2 separate regions of the Danio rerio genome follow, and region 2 is linked to region 1. Evidence: chromatin contacts called from public Micro-C data. All regions are on one chromosome and are shown on one strand. Each heading gives the region's core, a stretch centred on a gene start, on an enhancer-like site or on the middle of the called end of the contact. The rest is flanking DNA. Distances are from core to core; before and after follow the strand shown. Region 1 holds the start of si:dkey-220k22.1. Region 2 overlaps sh3glb2b (SH3-domain GRB2-like endophilin B2b).

Region 1 (2,722 bases), core at 130-2,629:
ACAACATGAAAATAATAGACATTTAAAGAACTGGGTCATCTTGCTTTATTATTTTAAAATATTTCTAAATGCTTTGTAAAAATATTTTTTCTTTGAGATCAGCACAGCAATAAACCTGCTCTTTATGGTTCGTCACCGCTAGAGCTCGCTATTACTCCAAACACCACGTGTTTTTATCCTGCACTTCAGGCCAGTTGCCACTCTTGGCCCAGAGGTGCTTCACTGTTAAATTAGCCCATTCATTAAAGTAAGCCATTAACAATACTTTACCATTGCCAAAGTATTTCTTCATACTGTGGTGATTACCTCAGCTAAAGAAATCTGTGATTTCATACACGTAGAATAAAACCTGCATCTTATTTCTTTAACTGCCTGCTCTACCAAATGATTGACCATGTTTTGACTGCTCTAAATAATGACTGTTAAAGTAATTTAAAGAATGACTTTTTAAATAATGGTTTTCACGCATTGTTGTTTTACAAAAACTAAAATAAAGCAAACATAATCCTGTGGCACTACTACACATGATTTTAATAATAATAATAATAATAATAATTCCTTACATTAATATAGCGCTTTAGACACTCAATGCGCTTTACGCAACTGGGGTAATCTTGTTTATTTTGGTTTTATTAAGGTAAAAAAAACAAGATAGCATGTTTAATGAAAATCTGAAATATTTTATTGCATACTTCATAAAAATAAAGGTGATTTAGTGTTCAAAAATGTTTTATTCTGAATATATTTTTAAATAAATGTTCTTATTTTCAGATTTTTCATAAGTCCGGTACTTTTACCATAAACTGACATATCAACCACTTGGTACAGGTTGATATTTTAGAAATTATGGCATGTGTTGAAAGAAGATGCATTAAATGTTTTAACTAGCGACATAAGGAGTTAAGAAATGCAATCCATGCAATGTTGGTGGGTCAATTAAATGGTAAAATAGTATTTTACTAGTATTTTCTATTTTAATTTATTAGGGGTTAATTGTGCATTTGATTTTCTGTGTGCCATGGCTAAATTGTATGAAACCGTATACTTTACATTCAACAATACGATAGACTTGTTAGAGCTACATTACATACATTTATTTGCTCCAGTTTCCGGCAGCTTTCTTTGAGATTGTTCATCCTCGGTGCTGGCCTCCCTTATCTCTGTAGTATCGCGCAGACCCATTTAATGCTGTTTTAGCGCTTTTCTTCTTTCTTTTGTCACTTGCTCATTGAGTTGTCAGTTGTGAGACTCCTCCTCTGGCGTGTATGATTGGTTCAGTTTGATGTCACTCTTCATGAAGCCCGGGCTCTGATTGGACGGGGGCGTGACTGTAGTAGGCGGGGTTTACAGCTGTCAGTCCCGTTGGAGTGAAGCCGTGCAGTTCACCGCGCGAGTGGACAAGTGGAAACAATTGGCTTCAAACACGCATTCGGTAGTGGGAAAAACATCTGTCTAGTACTAAAGGATACAACTGAAACGCTTCACATGGGGAGTTAAAGAGCAAGATGACGTGTATGCGTTACACTATGTTACTGTTCTCAGTTTGGGAGTTACTGTTGTTTGGATACACAGCTGGTTTGTCCGCGAGCGATGAGAGGAGACTCCCGCGTGCCGTGCTGGATGAGACGCTGGAGGCGACCACCATCCCAAACCACTTACAGGAGGACGACAGGGACTCCAGGTTTTCACCTTTTACCCCTGCAATGACCATTTCGAACAGGGACTTCAGGACTACTAGAAACACTAACCAAGTACAGTCTGACTGGCTGACCACCACCACCACAACCACCACCACCCCCATAACCACGGCTGAGCTAATGACCAAAACAATGAACCCGACCTCCGAAGGCAGTAAAGTCAAAGAAAACTCCACATTATCCACAACACTCAACACTACAGCAAAGCCCACTTCTTCCTCACCAATAAATGACACAAAAAACACAACACCACCTGCACTGGATACTTCAAACAGTACACGGACAGTGAAAAGCACCTCAAATCCTCCTGTTGTGACCACTGAGAAAGGTATGCTCATTTCACATTCTCTTCAATGTTATGAGGTGGGGATGAGCCTGCAAGTTAAAATGCATGTTTTCCAAATTGTTCATTCCAATTGGACAGCCTAAAAGGAGGCTGTTTAGTGTGTGTGTCCTTGAATTTCTTTCCCAGCCTCTGCAAAACAAATTTTCTGGGGTTGTAAGAGGTTTGCACCTGCACAAGCATTTCTCATGCACTTTATTCATCATTTTACCTTCATAACAACATGCAGACTTTCACGCTGTTTCTGCGTCTTCATAGGTCACAGGGTGCAGTGGAGTGAAAACATATACATAATAGTGCACTTCCTCCAGAAAATCAGTTTTAAAACAAACTAGAACTGTCTTTGTTCTGAGACACTCCTTTGTCTCACTTCTCTTTGTAGGTCTTGTGATAGTGCTGGTAATTCAGCCATTTTATTATCTAATCCTTCTCACAAACCTCGTTGAATGTGAATCTGCTGTGAATCTAAAGGACATTTGAGATCAGGCCATTTGCGCAGAGACAACCTTCTTAATTGCTTTAATGTGATTAATTACCATCTGGCTGCCAAAAGAGGAAAACAATCATAAATCTTAAACCCCTTACTCGTTTATCTCGAGTTACGTGATGCCAAGGCGGCTTGGCAAATAAGAATGATTAATTTTCTTTAAGGTTAGATCTAGTGTAGTATCAGTTACCTTTA
Region 2 (2,722 bases), core at 93-2,592, 180 kb after region 1:
TCTGTAAACTCTTCCCTTTTTCAGATGATGGTAAAAGTTACTCACGTATCTCCGTTTGCACTGAGAAAAGAAAAAGCAGAAAACAAAGCTGATATGAAGAAGTTGATATGAAAAAGCTTTTTACTAGAAACACAGCAGTCATTAGGTGCTCATTATTACTCATAAATGTTTTGTAACATCTCCTACATAACAAAGTGTGTCCAGAGAACATGATGAATATGAGGCACATGACACTCAAAAGCAAGGTTTCAAATTGGTGCTAACTCCACTTCTAAATCACTAATGTAAAAATCCCTAAGTGAAGTTCTTACCTGCTCAGTTCTTTCTGAAGGTCCTGCATGTGCCTGTGACACTGAGCGTAATAAGCAGCCTGAGCCTCCACAAACTCATGCAGACAGCGCAGGTGGTTTACCTGCAATGGAAAGTCAATTTAAAGGGAGCAAAATAGAGAACTCATTTTGTTTAAATAGAAATAAATAATTACCAATGTTTAAAAGACTGGGACTGGTATGATATTTTATATTAATTTGCTAAAAAGAAAATAACAATAATACTAAAAAGAAAAGAAAAATGAGACCCACATAACATGCAAAAAAATAAAATAAAATGAAATTTAAAAAAATAACACGTTTTTACAATTTATTAACTGTTTCCCTTATTTTAAATATATATTAAATATATTATTTTATTAAATTATTTTAGGTTAAAATGGCAAATATTTAACTAAACTAAGGGAAGTTGTTGGGCCAAATTCTTAATTTTTTTGATCACACAGGAGGCAAGACTACAGGAAGGTTATAAAAGCACCAAAAACTGATATTAAAAATGTATTTCAGTCAGAATTTTACTATAGGTCAACAAATATATTTTGGCAAAATTTTCCCTCCATATCATAGGTCTCAAACTCAATTCCTGAAGGGCTGCAGCTCTGCAAAGTTTTGCTCCAAGCCTATTCTAAGACAGCTAATTCAACTAATCGAGGTGTTTCAGAATAGCTTTGAACACCTTGATTATTTGGATTAGCCGTGTTTGATTAGGGCTGAGGCAAAACTATGCATAGCTGTGGCCCTCTAGGAATTGAGTTTGAGTCCTATGCTATATATAGAGGTGATATAGCTACTAGTATATATTGTCAGTTTTGTTGTGCTTGCATGTGTGGAAAAGTTTAAAGCATGTGTTTTACAACACTAATTGTGCGCCCCAAACCCCTTTATGTCCAGAACGGTCTGTGGTGCAGAAAGACTCACATGTGTGCTGCTGATGCCCTCCAGCAGGAGGCGAGTCACTTCTGCCTGTCTGTCAAACTCCGTCTGAGCCACACGCAACTCATGCTCTGCCTGGGCGCACACAAACACCCACACACATTATCCACATAGCTCAAATAGTATTTGTTTATAGTCATCTTGGATTGGTCTGTCTTCTTCAGTCAACATAAACATTCTTCCTAAAGTAATAAAGCACCTCCTTTTATAATCTTGTTATGAATAAAACCACAAAAGATATCTTTTTTGATAGGGACAGTGAGAGAAGACAGGAGGCCATGGGGAAGCAGACTGAGAGAGCAACACAGGCCAGACTCCTTAACCACAACCCACATCGGTCACAAGACTCATGTGGATCAACATATGCGCAAACGTTTCGCCAATTCATTAAACACCATTTACAACTGTTAGTGGTTTTAGACATGAAACATGCACAGTGAAAAGTATTCAAGTATGCATTGTCAAAAACACAAAAACGAGAACTTATTACAGTAAATGAGTTTTGGTCATTAGATTGACTGCTGTTTGAGATAATAGATAAAGTTCAGGCAAATAACGTAATCATTATATTTTATTTAAAAAAAAGGCAATGTTGTTCATTCATTTTTGAAAACCCTTTTATAATAAATTCGTTCTAACACCAAAGAAATGGCAGAATTTTGAAACTGCTGTCACAAAAACTTCTTTCGGTAAAGGTAAAAGGGCAATGACGACTACAAATGAATCAATTCATAACACATCCATTTTTATAATTTTTACAGAAATTCCTTTATAGCTACTGTTTTATTTTCATATGTGACCCTACATATGAAACTACATATGAACCACAGTCTAAAGTTATGGGTAAATACACTCACCGTCCACTTTATTAGGTAAATCTTACTAGTACCAGGTTGTACCCCCTTTTTGACCCTGAACCACATTCTGAAGTCATGGGTATGTACACTCACCGGCCACTTTATTAGGTACATCTTAATAGTTCCAGGTTGTACCCCCTTTCGCCTTCACTACTGCCTTAATCCTTCATGGCATAGATTCAACAAGGTACTGGAAATATTCCTCACAGATTTTGTTCCATATTGACATGATAGCATCATGTAGTTTCTGTAGATTTGTCGGCTGCACATCCATGATGTGAATCTCTCGTTCCACCACATCCCAAAGGTGCTCTTTTGGATTGAGTTCAGGTGACAGTGGAGGCCATCGAGTACAGTGAACTCATTGTCATGTTCAAGAAACCAGTCTGAGATGATTTGTGCTTTATGACATGGTGCATTATGTCATAAAGAGGTGAACATGGTCAGCAACGTTTTCCCCAATCTTCTGTTGTCCAAATTTGATGAGTTTGTGTGAACAAAAGCCTCAGTTTCCTGTTTTTAGCTGACAGGAGAGGGACCCGGTGTGGTTTTCAGCTGCTATAGCCAGTACACCTCAACGTTTGATGTGTTGTGCGTTCAGAG

The links. A called contact is a pair of places that touch in the nucleus more often than the background predicts.
Region 2: a Micro-C map of caudal fin shows a contact between it and region 1, with 2.4 times the contacts expected there. The contact joins the enhancer-like site here to the promoter of si:dkey-220k22.1 in region 1. A contact is called at or near these places in 2 of 18 Hi-C or Micro-C datasets (caudal fin and an unstated tissue).

Annotation. Positions count from the first base shown.
Region 1 is chr5:32,095,738-32,098,459 of GRCz12tu, forward strand. It overlaps si:dkey-220k22.1, which reads left to right and starts at 1,380. Exons shown (of 6, transcript XR_012406912.1): 1 at 1,380-2,025.
Region 2 is chr5:32,274,954-32,277,675 of GRCz12tu, forward strand. It overlaps sh3glb2b (SH3-domain GRB2-like endophilin B2b), which reads right to left. Exons shown (of 10, transcript NM_201119.1): 6 at 1,248-1,337; 7 at 312-412; 8 at 46-60. Among named protein-coding and RNA genes, the nearest start is that of sh3glb2b, 31 kb to the right of the region's middle. Within about 2 kb of position 1,343, at least 5 of the 62 cell types and tissues checked have an H3K27ac peak or open chromatin away from gene starts, as enhancers often do. A contact at or near this core is called in caudal fin, where this site is marked.